Regions from separate parts of the Sus scrofa genome. Here region 1 is linked to region 2. A link is a contact called in public Hi-C data. All regions are on one chromosome and are shown on one strand. Each heading gives the region's core, a stretch centred on a gene start, on an enhancer-like site or on the middle of the called end of the contact. The rest is flanking DNA. Distances are from core to core; before and after follow the strand shown. Region 1 overlaps DNM3 (dynamin-3). Region 2 overlaps METTL13 (methyltransferase like 13).

Region 1 (7,374 bases), core at 1,552-4,051, 180 kb before region 2:
CTAAGAAGCACAATACTTTAGAAATATTAAACATAGCACAAATGCTAAGAATGCTAAATTTTCTAATTTGCAGAGAAGCAATTAAGTGTTATAAGCAGTGCTGAAACCATCTAGCCCATTAAATAAAGAGAATTTGGGGCCTCTGATAAAATAACAGCAACCAATTGTCAAAGAAATTAGATGCAGGATACACAAAAAGCCTACTTACTAATCCTATTAGCATGTCCTTTTTCAATATCACCACTTTATTATGATGGAATGCTAAATTATATAAATATAGCTTCAGAAGGAAAGACGATTTAGAAACAAAGTTCGCTTAATTCTTCTTAAAAATGTGGAACATTTTAGCTTTAAAATATACTATTCAAAATACAATACAAAATTCTGTAATTAAAAAGATATTTTCTCAAAAAAAATATTATATCAAAAAAACTATTTACCTGCAATCTTTTTTTTTTTAAAAAGTCAGTATCTATAGGCAGAAGGAAAAATTCTAAAATAACTACATAATATAAAATTAGGTTTTTTTTAAATTCGGAAACATCTTAAAACTGTTGTACTATCAACTTCTGTATCAGCTTCCAGTGGTGTCAAGTGTATGATAAATAACACATCTCAAAAAAAAGAGAACTGATACTACAAGAACTATAAAATTATAAAATTTTATAATTTTAACAAGGGAACAGACTTAACAAATATTTTAATTTCCCTAACAACTAGCTGAAAAATTAGACTAAGGCTAAGTATCTTGGGCTGAAGAGTTAGACTAAGGCTAAGTATCTTGGGCCCAGATATCAGCTGAAACAATTTTTGGTAGTCTTTCTACCATTCTCTACCATAAATATTTAACCTTCACCTACTACATGGCAAGCCCAATAGGGAGACAACTACAAGATGTGGTCCCCTGTCTTCAAATAGCCTAGCATCAGTGAACACAGGTAGCATGAAGTAAGTGCTGATCTAGATCTAAAGTGAAAGGAAACACAAAGATAGGAAAGATGGCTTCAAAAAGCAGTGTCCAAAAAAACAAATGGGGTATGAAGTGAGTACTGAAGAGTGAAGAGGGTTTTGGTGTATACAGAGAAAGCAAGGTCATTCAGAGAATCAGAGACTCTTAATAGCGTCAAAAAAAAAACCCTGGCAGGTTTTCATCTAGCCTCTGCTTGGACCTTCCCACCGATGGGGAACCGAGGATTTGATCTCTTTGGGGAAAAAAAAAAAACCTTATTGGAAAATGTTTCTTAATGTTGGTATGAGATTTGTTTTCTTATCACATTTCCTTGGTCCAACCTTTACCCCCTGGAGCTTCTCAGACAAAAAGTCCTCTTCCATTTGAAAAGTCTGGGACTAATCTGAGCTTTGGCATACAGAGTTCCTCTCCACACCTACCCGCCCCCCCCAACACCCTCTGCTTATCCGATATCCTTTCTTAGTTTGTCTGATCATTGCTCAGGCCTCTTGGTGGCAGACACAAATTTCCCAGGCCCCCTCCAGCTAACTCAGGACTAGAAAGGTCACAGGCTCCTGAGGTAGAACTAATGAATTTCTGCTTTAATTTTCCAAAGAACTGTAATGACCTAACGTTTTGAATGTGAGCATGACGGTCAGAGACTTTACTTAATTTCTGTCTTTCCTGTCAATGTGGGTGGACGTGAATATTTTTCTGTCTTCGTTTCTCCATACAGTAATAAGTTCCACTTCCTGAACGACAGCAAGCTAGGACTCCCAAAAGCTCATGCCTCAACGGTGGAAGCATACACAATAATTAAGCTTCAGTAGCCTTCAGAAGCCTGGCCTGAAGAGATGACTGCATCATATGGCATGTTCTTTCAGATGTTTACTCTCAGAGGTGCTGTTTCTATTAGAATATCAACCTTTAAAAGATAGAGCCTTTATTTACCCACTCTGTAGCTAGGACAGTAACATGTAAGAGTTTAAAGAGAAGTAGAGGATAAAACATTTAGAAAAATAAAGAGGAACAATGAATGTCAGATCCTAAAAAACAAAAATTTGGAAGTAAAAATAAGTAATAAATAATTTAGAAGAAACAAAACAGTACTTTTTCAAAATTCAACATATTCTGTGGAAAATGCAAACTTTTGAGAATGTAAACCTGAGAGCACTGTAATTATCTTCATAGATTAATAAGGATCAAAGACTACTTTTTCAATTATGTTTCTAATCACTAATTCAAGTAACACAAATGTATACTTCTCTTGTTGCCACTAGATGGCGCCGACTTGCTTTCTCTATGGTAAACTAAGTCCCTTCCAGAAAGCTTTAAAGTCAATGCAGTTTTCAAATTAGATTTTAAATTCATTCTGGGACTTCTGAAAATGCTTTTATCTTGGAATTGAGAAACTGGAATTGTGAAGGACCATTCCAAACCTTCGTGTCTTTTTAAGGATAGGGTTCCACAGAGAGATTTAGGGATGTTGGTGTTCATTCTTTTATTATTTATTGAGTTCCTTGTCAGGAATTGTTTTAGAAACTTGGGATATAGTAGAGGGGTAAAAATTAGTCTTTAGCCTCATGAAGCATAGATTTTAGCGAGATGAAACAGTAAATAATGTATGTGCCAGACGATAAATGCTATGGAGAAAACTGAGAAGGGAGATACTAAATACTGCGGAAGGGGAGTCGCTTCGTTAAATGTGTTGGTCGAGGAAGGCTTCTCCAATACGATAAATTGACATCTGAGCAAAGACTTAAGAAGCCATGCTTTACATAAGAAGATCCTGGCATGGTGCCTGAGGCACTCTTGGCATATATTAGAGGAAGAGGAAGGAGGGCAACATGCCTGAGCACAGAGCATGGGGAGAGGGGTGGGAGATGAGGTCAGAGCTGTGGTACAGACCTGGATGGTGTAGGGCCTGTGGGCCACTTTAAAGACTTTGGTTTTTACTCTAAATGAATGGTAGAGCCCTTTGAGGATTTAGGGAGAAGGGGAAACATGACGTGAACTAGGTTTTAAATAAATAATTGAACTGCTGTGTTGAGAAAAGACAATGAGGCATAAGAGAAGAAGCTGGCTATCCGAATAATAATGGTGAGATGATAGAACTTGGACCTGGGTGGGAGCAGTGGGAGTAGTGAGAAGTGGTTACATTCTGAGGTATCTGAAGGAAAAACCATCAGGATTTGCTGAAGGATTAAAGGAGGGGTATGGGAGAAAGAGGAGTTGAGGCTAACTTCAAGGAGTTTGACCTCAGCAACGGGAAGAATTTTTAATAGGAAAGACTACTTCTATTCAAGAAAAGAAAAGAAAGGTGTCAGGAAGATGGGACTGGGGATTAAGAGTTCAGTTTGGGAACCACTGAGCTTGTGATACCTACTACATGCCACCCACATGGAGAAACGGAACCGCTGCTAACGGCTGAGGATCAAGCAGCTGAAAGAGGCATAATTCACATTGGTATCATAAGATAAGTAATAAATTTCTACTCTGAAATTTTTCCAGAAGATGGCAGTCAAGGGCTTGAGGAAAAGGTAGCTTTTTCTAATTAGCACAAAAATGCCTTTGGGGCTGAAAATGTGAGCGACTCATCTAGAGAGAAGTCTAAGCTAGAGATATATATTTGGAATTCATTACAGTTAGGCAAGGGAATGAGATCACTATGTGAGAATCTTAGATAAGGAAGAGGTCAGAGCACTGGCCCCTTGGTTTTCCAACGTTTAGCAGTCAGGAAATGGAAAGTAAGCTGGAGTGGTCGACAAGATAGGAGAAAAACCCAGAGAGAGGCGACTCAAAGTCATGGAAAGAGGATGTTTCATGAAAGGAGACTTTCTACTCCAACATGTCAGGTAAGAATGAGAACAAAGCATGGATCATAAAATTGGGCAACCTGAGGGACTTTCAGGATGCTGAAAAAGCACTGTTACAGTGGAGTGGGGTGGAATAGATATCAGAGAGAATGGGAGGAAAGGAAAAGGAGACTGGTTGTAGACAATTCCTTTAAGAAGTTGCATTGTAAAGGAGAGGAAAGAAGTGAGAGGGCATCAGGAGAGGGATATGAAGTCAAGAGAGGGTTTTATAAAGATGAGCAAACTAATAGCATGTTCACAGGCTGATGGTATTCATCCAGTCCTGAGGGAGAGCTGATGATGCACAAGTAAGAAGGGACACATGCTGAAATGATGTCTTCAGGAAAAGGAGATGGGAAGCACTGGAAAGGAACATTCCAGTTCATCAATGGAAACAGGAAGGAAACACAATAATGAATATTGATGGATGAGACAAACAGGTAGAACTGATGGTGGGGGAAGCATATGAAATTCATCAGGTGAAAATGGGGATTGATCCTATTTTCTAGTCATTTTAAATCTTTAAAAAATATTTCTTCTTGAGACAGACCATGATGGAAGATAATATAAGAAAGGGAGTGTGTGTGTGTGTGTGTGTGTGTGTGTGTGTGACAGAGAGGGACTGGGTCACTTTGATGTACAGCAGAAATTGGCACAACACTGTACTTCAACTGTAATAAAACGTTTTTAAATATATTTCTGCATGTATTCTCACTGGTTAAGCCCTACAAATAGTATTGTTTATACCACAAAATACATCACACACATACACATATACCCATAGAGTGATCTTAAATCAATGACCAAAGCATAACCATAGTAGGAATGTCAACTTGGGTCTAAACTATGTCCATTACTGGGAGTCAAACCTTCACACCTGCCCAGCATATCAGAAGGACTAATGGGGCAAGATCCACAAAATCCCTTTCGCTATGGATCTCAAAGGGCTTCCTGGGAAATAATACATTCTATAGGACAGAAAAATTCAGGGATAATCTAATCTTAGTTAACAGAAAGGAGCTTCCTCTAATATGTCCTCCTCCCAAATCCAGGGACTCAAAGGTCTATGTCCTCTTGTCACTAACAGTACAGGGATAATTGTCAGACCACATAGACTGCATTCCAATTAGAAAAGCATGGCAACCATAACCATACTTCACAATTCACGCTACAGGATTACACCGTCAATAAGGTGAGTGCTACTAGCAACATAGTAAGCAGAATTTAAAGGTCACAGCTTTACCGCCTGCTATCCAAAGACAAAATTATCAATGAAAGTCTTGGAAAGGATTATCACAAAAGCAATTAATTACTTACTATACTCACCTCTGAAGAAGAATGTTCACAGGATTTGGGGGATGAAGGAAATTCTAACACCCAAACCAACTCTATGGGACAGGCTGCACTAGCTTTTCAATAGCTAGACTTTTTAAGAGCTGGTAAATGTGTGTCTTCTGAGACTTTTATACTATAGTAAACTAATACGTCTGAAGGCCTAACGAATCTCATCTTATGGTCCTGAGATACATTCTTTCTTATAGAAAGGTACAATTTCCACTGGTACAAGCTCTCTTGGCATGTTCTCAGTGTTCCTTTCACTCTGAATGCTTGGTAGTCAGGCACATAAATGATCTCTTTCTCAAACAATTCCAGGCTTCAGCCCAAGTTCAATCTGAATAGAGAGTGATTAAATCTCTTAGCCACAAGCTCATATAAAGAATGAAGGCTATGTGCACATAAGCATTAAAAGCCTGATAATGCATCCATGAAATTCTACTGAGTGTCAGTAGAACCTATCTGCTGAAATCCATAGTGTGTTTTCAGTTTCACAAAATAAGACTCCAAGTTTTTAAAATTTTTCCTGGTTTCCCAATGTTAAAAATAGCCTACATTTGAAACAAACATTAAGATACATTTTTATATCAAAAAATGATTTGGGGGGAGAGGATATTAAAAAATCAAAGCTACCACTGTATTTTATTCTTTTTTTCCTATAAAACATTTTAGCACTGTCATTTCTGCTGATCATGAAAAACAAATAACACTAGGTTAAACAGCTGACAAATTATTTGGGGGAAGGATGATATGGCTTAAGCCTGGGCATCATTCCAGTCATCTGTGAAAAGCACAGCATGACCATAAGAATTTAAATATTTCCAATATGGCCCTTCTATGGGGAAAATACGCATATGTTTCAATTAATCAAGGTTAAGTAGAAAAAACAACTATGGAACACATACATATAACCTCTAGCCAATCTTTATTCTAAGAACTGAGGTCCTTAACACTTTATCTGGAATTTTATTTCTAAAAAAATTTGTCTTTTTTAGGGCCTCACCCGCAGCATATGGAAGTTCCCATATGGGGTTGAATCAGAGCTGCAGTTGCTGTCCTACACCACAGTCACAGAAGCTCAGGATCTGAGCCGGGTCTGCGACCTACACCACAGCTCACGGTAACACCGGATCCTTAACCTGTTGAACAAGGCCAGGGATCAAACCCACATCTTCGTGGATACTAGCTGGGTTCATGACCACTGAGCCACAACGATAACTCCACTAAAATGTTTTAATAGCAATGTTTTGTAAGCATAGGGCTCCAATGAAAATGGAGTACATGAGACACAGGTTCTCAATGCAACAGCTGAATCCACTGGCTATGAAAATCATCTAGTATGACTACATTTAAAAACATATTTCCTTAAAGGCAGAGACTACATTTTACTCATCTATGTTTCCCTGATGCCTATACTATTTGGAGTAAAGAGCACCTATAGATTTCTTCTTAAAAAAAAAAAAAAAGCCTACTTTGCATACCACTGAGCAATTTGGGGAAAATGTTTCCATCAAGCCTTCAAGTCCTTCCAAACTGAAGCCAAGAGCCTAGAACTGTAGTTAAGTAATCAACAGGGTAAGTTAGATATGAATTATATAGACCCAGGTATAAAGCAGAACTCAGTGGTCTCCTAGGGTAAACAGGGAAATCTGGCAGTTTAAAAAAAAAAAAAAAAGGAAGAAGAAATCTAAAGAAGCAAACAACCTGAGCAAGTCCAACAGTGGGTAAAAGATAGGGGTCTCAGAGGATGAAGAACAATGGGCTGGGGTCGGAACAAGTAGGGCCAAGATGTCACCACAGACAAAAGGTGGGTCCAGCAGGTATCAGAGATCAGCCACAGAGACTAGGGTTTGGGATCAGGGCTCTGGTACTCCTGAGTCAGAGGAGGGGACCAAAACAGAACTCCAGACCCAAGTGAGCCTGATGGTCCAAGGCAGAAGAATTCAGTCCAAGGGGAGAATTCAGTCATGAAATAGAAGGTAGAGCCTTTTACACAGAAATACAAAGCCACTCACATAGACTTCAGGGTCAAGAGACGAATAACAATGCTTTCCTGATATTTACTGTTCAATGGTGGCCTGTATAGTTTTCTAGCCTAAGAGCTGGGCTGGTCTAAAGCATGGGTGAGGCAGAGCCTACTGGTGAGTATTAAGTGGCCTCAGAATAGTGCTGGCACATGAGACCAAGACTAGCATGTGACAGAAATCTCTCCAGCAATAAGAATTTGTATGGAAC
Region 2 (7,489 bases), core at 1,175-3,674:
CCTGGTACACTGTCCTTGGAAAGCGAAGCACACCAGCAGCAATGTACTAAAGCTGGCTTACTGAGACTCAGGAACCCCAATGCTAAATACACAGGAATTCTGTCAATTGGTTGACATGCTGATAGCATGAAATCTGGCCATGCTGGCCATCTTTATGCCACAGAAATTGGCAAACAGTACATATCATGGCTTCTTTTCCCCAGGGATGGTTTTTAAACATTTAACACATACCACTGGATACTAGAGAGTCAGGAAAGGGAAGAGCCAAAGAAACACCCCAAAACTCAAAACTCTACAAAAACTCAAGAGAAGAGTACCAATGCCTCTCCTCTGAGAAATACAAAGCAGCTAAGAGAAGGGAAGTTGATTCATGAACCCTTTCAGGGAAAAAGAACCTAAAGTTACTAATTACCTCCCCTATGCCAATTACTATACTAGGTCTTTTACTCTTGCAGCTTTTAGTAACAACACTATTTCAATTCTTGACAAATGGAAAAACTGAGGATCTGAAGAGTTATTAATTAATTAGGCCCAGAATTAGTAGGCAGTGCAGCCAGGATTTAAACCTGGGACTGCCTGTCTCTAATACCTTTCATCTTTCTACTGTATCACACACCAACCCACTAGACAAGGACATCCGAATGTTCATAGAAGGGGGGATATTCTACAAAAGGCCCCTCTACTGTCCCTCTATCTACTCCCTCAACTTCTCCAGGACAGAGTGAGCAGATGGTCCTGGGGTTTGCTAGGGACCAGATATACTCCAGAGCACTTTTGGGCACTGATGGGTGAGTGGCAGTGTGCTTTTCAGAGATGTTACATCATTTGTGGGGGGCGGGGTCACACCCCCAGCAAACAGAAGTTCCCAGGTCAGGGATCCAACCCAGGCTACAGCAGTAACGGGAGCCACAGAGGTGACAACACCAGATCTTTAACCACCAGGCCACCAGGGAACTCTTTTAAATCACTTTTTAACACACCCTCCTTCTTGCTCACCAATACATCTGTGAAGGAGATCACTCCCATGAGAATTACTAAGAAGGTTAGGAACTTGACAATAACGGTGGGAAGGAAAGGCCAAAACCCAAATTGGGAGGCAAAATGTCCTCTGAAGCGGAGTTCCCATCGTGGCTCAGTGGTTAACGAATCCGACAAGGAACGATGAGGTGGCGGGTTCGATCCCTGGCCTTGCTCAGTGGGTTAAAGATCCGGCATTGCCGTGAGCTGTAGCGTAGGTCACAGACACGGCTCAGATCCTGAGTTGCTGTGGCTCTCTGGCGTAGGCCAGCAGCTACAGCTCCGATTAGACCCCTAGCCTGGGAATCTCCATACGGGTGTGGCCATAGGGGGAAAAAAAAAATGTTCTCTGAAGCAATTTTACTGAGCTTTCGGTGAGACAAAACTGAACCAATCTGTAGCCAGAGTGACCAAATGACAGCACAGGTACCCAACAAACATGGGTGCACCTGACCAGGGCATACCCTCAAGAGAAAACTGTCCTGCTGAGCGTAACCTAATCCTGGTCTCTGGGCAAACCCGTGACTCTATGGGTTTCTGAATGCTCTCTCCCACCTTCCTTCCAGATGGCCCTGCTAACAGGACAGCATGGTGAGGCAAAGGAAACAACCAGGAATTAGGAGATTCAGTTTCAGATTCCAGCCTGAGTCTGTGCCTCAAAAAGGAAGTTGTACTGGAGAAGGGGAGGGGAGAAGCATTCACTTTTTCTACTCTATACATTTGATTTGTGAATTGATTACAATGAGCAAGTATTGCTTTTATAATACAAATGCACAAGCCCAAGAAAATAGCAGGGGAAACAAACTACTGCTCTACCCATTAGTGGGCATTTCTGAGCAACACTTGGGAGAGCACTTGAAGGGAATCCTAGAGAACATGGTCTAGATCTACCCTGTCCAAATCTGTAGCCATTTACACGCAAATGTTAAAAACATTTAAATGTAAGTTAGTCAGAATTAAATAAAACTAAGGATTCAGTTCCTCTGTCACACCAGCAATGCTCCAAGTGCTCAGTAGCCATATATGGTTAATGACTGCCCTGCTGGACAGCTGACCAGATATTAAATATCTCCTCCGATGCAGAATGTTCTACTGGGATGGCACTGGACTAGATGACCGCTAAGGCGCCCGCCAACTCTGAAACCCTCTGAAACCAGTGCTAGGAGGTGGCACCACGTAGGAGGGCAGGGCTCACCTGCACCCTCCATGTTTCTAGCACACCTCACAGAGGCCAACTGATCTACAGACACATATGGAGCAACCTGTAAAACAGGCAGCCTTTAAAATGGAGGCATTAAAGTGATCATCACATTTATTGGGTAACCACCACCCCTACTCCTTATCATTGCAGAGCGGGCTTTGCTCAAGAACAGAAGTCCGCCTCCTTTTGCTTATCACCACTGACACCCTAAGAACTCTGATGATAAAAGGATGACTGAGAGCCCAGTGCCTCTGCTCACAGGTAGCAGGTCTGTCCTACAGCTCTGCCAAGCTCCCAGGTCTTTCTCACCACCCCAAACTGTCCAGGCCATGTACACCTGGGCCCCACCACTGTGCCCACAACACCTCACCTCTATGAGACACGTCCTTTAGCAACCTGGCTTCTGACTGCACCACATTCCTGTTGCTCAGGAAGATGAGCCGCCGAAAGTAGCGCCTGTCATCCCCCTGCACGTCCTCAATGACGTAGTCACCACTCAAGGGGCTGCAGTCTTGGTGCTGAACAGTCCGGACCCCGATGTCCCCACCCACAGACAGAAAGGGCACCTGGAGGAACAGCAGAGGTGTGGTCAAAACACCAGCTCAACTGAGAAATCGGATAAATTATAATCCCTTCCCCTTGTGTGTATGTGAGGAAGCCCAGTACCATGACCCCGGGCAGCAACAACTCCAAGGATCTGCCATTATATTAAAGCACTGTTCTGGGGCACTTGAATGGATCTCAAAAGGTTTAATTCACCTTTTTGAAAAGCAATTGAACAAATAAAGGTCCCCTAAACCATCAGTGAAATGCAGCTGGTTCCACGTAAGAAAAATATGAGTTTCCCAACAGTAATCCTTAAGAGGACTTTCAATAGTTCAGAACAATTAAAGTTAGAATGAATCCTCAGGAAAGGACTAGAATCATGAAGGAAAGACTCTGAACAGGGATAAAGATAAGAAAATCTAGGACTTGTGGCACAGTGGCTTGGGTCACTGCTGTGGCAAAGATTCAATCCTTGGCCTGGGAATTTTTGCACACTGCAGGTGCAGCCAGGAAAAAAAAAAAAAATCCAGGAAGAAAGAAACCACTCCTAATTGGGAGAAATTTCTCCCTTCCTCCAGTCAATCTCATCTTTTTTTTCCTTTTTTATTTTTCATTTCTTCCTTACTTTTTATTTATTTATTTTTTTTTTATCTTGGCTGCCCTGCAGCATATGGAGTTCCTAGACCAGGGATTGAATCTGAGCCCACTTACAACCTATACCACAGCTGCAGCAATGCCAGATCCTTAACCCACTGTGCCAGTCCCAGTGCTGTACAGATGCCCCCATCCCATCAAGCCACAGCAGAAACTACTGCTCTTATTTTTTCCCCACATTTTTCCAAGTAAGAGAAAAAATTAGGAGAAAAAAAATTATTTTCCCCCTAAACTTTCCATTTCCTTTCCCATCTTAACATCTATTTCTTCTCAAAGACCTACAAGAGTAATAATAATCACCAGGGACTCCTGACTTTGCAGAGACACAGGCACTGGTCAGGGAAGGTCACAAATGGGCAGGGTCACAAACCCCCATAGGACTTGTGTTTCTCTGGACACCAAACCCAAAATCTTCCAGGAAGAATCAAACCCACATTCATCTGTGAGCACGTCACCTTAATGGGCAGAACCACAGGCTGGGAACTCAGTAGCTTGGGTTCTTCCTTTTAGATCTTTTATTACAGCACCAAGCCTCCATGTACCTTGGTTTGCCCATCCACCAAGAAGGATAAACTCCTTTCTATAAAATCCTTGCAATAAAGTCACCTGTCAATTACCTTGTTATGTTACCAGGATAGGACAAAACAGACTGTCAACTGATGATACCATGTCATTGTTTTGGCAAAAGCTTTGTTTCCTTCCCAGTGAAATACCAGACCGGCAATGTTAATATCTTGAAAATTATGCTGAGCTGTACTGGCCCGCTCCCATTCTACCTCAGAGAATGATGGTTCTAAGAAGCAATGGCCAAGGAAGTCCCGTGTAAAGTGGGTTAGGTGAAACACAGCCTGAGTAATCCACAGTGTGAAGAGCTGGAGCCTGCAAGGTGGAGAGCACTTCTTACCATCTACGAGGCTCCACAGACACAGAAGCTGCTACTGTGGGGCTGAAGGCAACCGCTCACCTTCCTCTCACTGCCTGGGCCAAGGGAAGGTAATTTCTGCCCACTTCACTCATGGTTCCTGACATGCCCTCCAGGAACAGATGAGGGCCACAGACCTTAGTCCTAGCTCCTTCCAAGACACCCTCTGACTTCCTGGCTGCTGATATGACTTCTCCACAAAAACCATGAAAGCTGCTGCCAAAGTTTTGTTACCTGCTGCTGGGCGGGCATTCCGGCTGGGGCCAGCTCCATGACTCTGGCCGAGAGCTCAGCCTGGATGCTATCCATGCCCTCGTACTGCTGACCTCGGTGAAGGGCCACTGTGATCAACCTTCTGAAGCCTGCACTGGCTGCCAGTTGCTTCCGGCCCTCCTCCATGCCGAAGAGCCATTCGGTCTCCCGACCCTGGGGGACTGGAAAGAGGCATTTGTTGACGGGGAATCCAGGGAAAAGTGTTTAAAGCCCATGACAAAATATGCCCCATGTAGCAGAGAGCCAGCCGCCGGCCAGACCCAGCTTCCCTTCTAACTGTGACCTACCAAGGGGCTATCAATTCCCAGTGCACAATGCCCACAGAGAAGGTGCCAGGAGAGCCATGGGAGGACCCAGTGTGGAAAAGAAATGTGAGCATGTATTTAAGGGGAGGGAGGAAAGTACCCAGGGCAAGAAAAACAGCAATAATACTAACACTTTACAAATTATCCCAAGCAGTTTACAAACAGAAACTAATCAAATCCTCACAAGAGCCCGCGATGCAGGGAGTATTATTATTCCCATTTTATAAATGAGGACATTAAGACACAGAAGTTACATTCTTTGCTCAAGTTCACACTGCTGGGAACTGGCAAAGCTGGGGCTCAAACCCAGGCAGTCCAGCCCCAGACTCCATGCTCAGGTCCACTGTGCCATGTATTCCCACAGGTGGACACTGACGATACAAAAATACATGGAAAAATGGATTTGACATCAGGAAACAAATTACCAGCACGACATATCAACACCTCATGCTTGTTAAGAATATTCTACTTATGGGAGTTCCCGTCATGGCTCAGCGGTTAACGAACCCAGCTAGCATCCATGAGGATGCGGGTTCGATCCCTGGCCTCGCTCAGTGGGTTAGGGATCCGGCGTTGCTGTGAGCTGTGGATCTGACTCGGCTCAGATCCCGTGTTGCTGTGGCTGTGGTGTAGGTCGGCAGCTATGGCTCTGATTCGACCCCTAGCCTGGGAACCTCCATATACCACGGGTGTGGCCCTAAAAAGACAAAAAGACCAAAAAAAAAAAAAAAAAGAGAGAGAGAGAGAGAGAATATTCTACTTGTGAAAACATTTCTTCACCCTTTCTCTTTTGATCATTACCAAGTGGAATCTGGTATCATTTACCCCTTTCAATAGTAATGCTAACATCTGTAAAATCCATCATGTGCCAGGCACCATTCTAAGGTCTATTACCCTTCTCACAACTACATAGGACAGTTATAATCTCAGTTTATAGATGAGGAAACCGAGACACAAAAAGAAAACTAACTTGTCTAATGTTACACCACCAGGAAGTGACTGAGCCAGGACTGGAATATGAATAGTCTGGTTCCAGAGTTCATTTCTTTAGCTGTACTGTCTCTCTAAATTCAGTAGAGAAGCACAGAAACTTCCCCAGATCAAGGTGCTCACAGGCTCCCTTGCTTCCACTGCTCCATGTTACAAAATAACATCTCCACAAAGTGTGACCTGCCTAAATTTATCTGTACTAATTCTCCTTCTCCCTACCAATCCCATTCTGGCACTTCATCAAGCCTTTGCCATGGAAGATGGGAAGAAAGAAACGTCAAATCCAAGCAGGCAGCTGAAGAGCTGCTACTCCCCCTTCCTCCCACCCCGGTCAGTCTAACTTCTAAAAGTATGGCCCCCTGCAAGATAACACTCAGCCACAAAGCCCCAGCCCCAGCCCCTGTAAGCCAGCCCCTCCAGGGAAGAGAGGGAGCAATCCCAACTCACTGATGAAAATGGCAAAATGACTGTCCCGCGATGCTTTCACTGTGGGGCTGTCCACCACGTGGAGGGTGTAGCGTGGCTCCCCCGTGTCCCCATTGCACAAGTCCAGGGACACACTCCCCAGCCCGGCCTTGCGGTACAGCTGGCTGCACAGCCAGGCATACTGCTGCCGCTCCCGCACTGCCTCAGCCAGCCGCTCGGCACTCTCCAGCCGCACAGGCTTGCCCTGCTCCTGAGCACACAGCTCAAAGATCTGAAGGGCAGAGCCAGGGACTGGCCTGAACTTGGTCATGATGAAGGCAAAGACAGGCAGGGAGAACCGAGGCTCTGAGTCCAACAGCTGGTCCTGGCTGTTGGCCACCTGGTGCACCCTCACCATCCACCCCTCCCGAGAGAAGTGACCCACTGCTTTCTTCAGGACGTGAGCCTGAGCCAGGGAGATGCAGAGGTAGCGACCGCCCACCTGCAGGACACGGCCAACCTCAGCCAGCATCCTGTCCACCTGCTGCAGGGTCTTCTCCTCCTCATCTGTCAGGACAGCGTCCAGGGTGCCCTTGTCCAACACCACCTGGAAGGAGGCATCAGGAAATTCCATCTGTGTCATGTCCATCTTCAAGAAGCTCAGCTGGGGCCGTCGGCTGGCATTGCGTTCCTTCATTTGCTTGATGACGACCTCACTGATGTCAATGTTCACTATATCCTGATAGCCCACATCATACAGCTGCTCACTGAGCTCTGAGTTACCGCACCCAATCACCAGCACCTGGGGGAAAAAAAACAATATGGAGGTGATCAAGGCAAAGGAATGAGCTTCACGTACTTCAAGGAATCAAGTCTCCCCTTGGCTGATGCGTGTTTTCAGAAGGCAGAGATGCTACCATCAGGAGAGAGCACCATTACAGAGCTGATGCTAGGCTCCAACTTGACCACAACTGGTTAGAGGAACTCACTAGTAACAAAAGCTGTAACAATGCAAGTTATGCAGAAACAGACTAACCAGGGTTGTTCTTTTCTCTCAATCAAGCATTTATTAATCAACTGCAGAAACAAACTAATCATGGTTGTTCTTTTCTCTGAATCAAGCATTTACTACTCAAGAATTGATAGAAAGTCATGGTAGTTACAGTAAAAATCTCC

The links. A called contact is a pair of places that touch in the nucleus more often than the background predicts.
Region 1: a Hi-C map of fetal liver shows a contact between it and region 2, with 2.2 times the contacts expected there. The contact joins two enhancer-like sites. A contact is called at or near these places in 2 of 47 Hi-C or Micro-C datasets (fetal liver and omental adipose tissue) and 1 of 2 datasets of contacts at active chromatin or transcription factors (skeletal muscle).

What each region holds. Positions count from the first base shown.
Region 1 is chr9:114,382,853-114,390,226 of Sscrofa11.1, reverse strand. The region is part of intron 2 of DNM3 (dynamin-3); the gene reads right to left. Among named protein-coding and RNA genes, the nearest start is that of DNM3, 120 kb to the right of the region's middle. Within about 2 kb of position 2,801, at least 4 of the 83 cell types and tissues checked have an H3K27ac peak or open chromatin away from gene starts, as enhancers often do. A contact at or near this core is called in fetal liver, where this site is marked.
Region 2 is chr9:114,204,081-114,211,569 of Sscrofa11.1, reverse strand. METTL13 (methyltransferase like 13) reads right to left here. Exons shown (of 8, transcript NM_001244726.1): 2 at 6,356-7,115; 3 at 4,575-4,774; 4 at 2,589-2,784. Among named protein-coding and RNA genes, the nearest start is that of METTL13, 5.3 kb to the right of the region's middle. Within about 2 kb of position 2,424, at least 3 of the 83 cell types and tissues checked have an H3K27ac peak or open chromatin away from gene starts, as enhancers often do. A contact at or near this core is called in fetal liver, where this site is marked.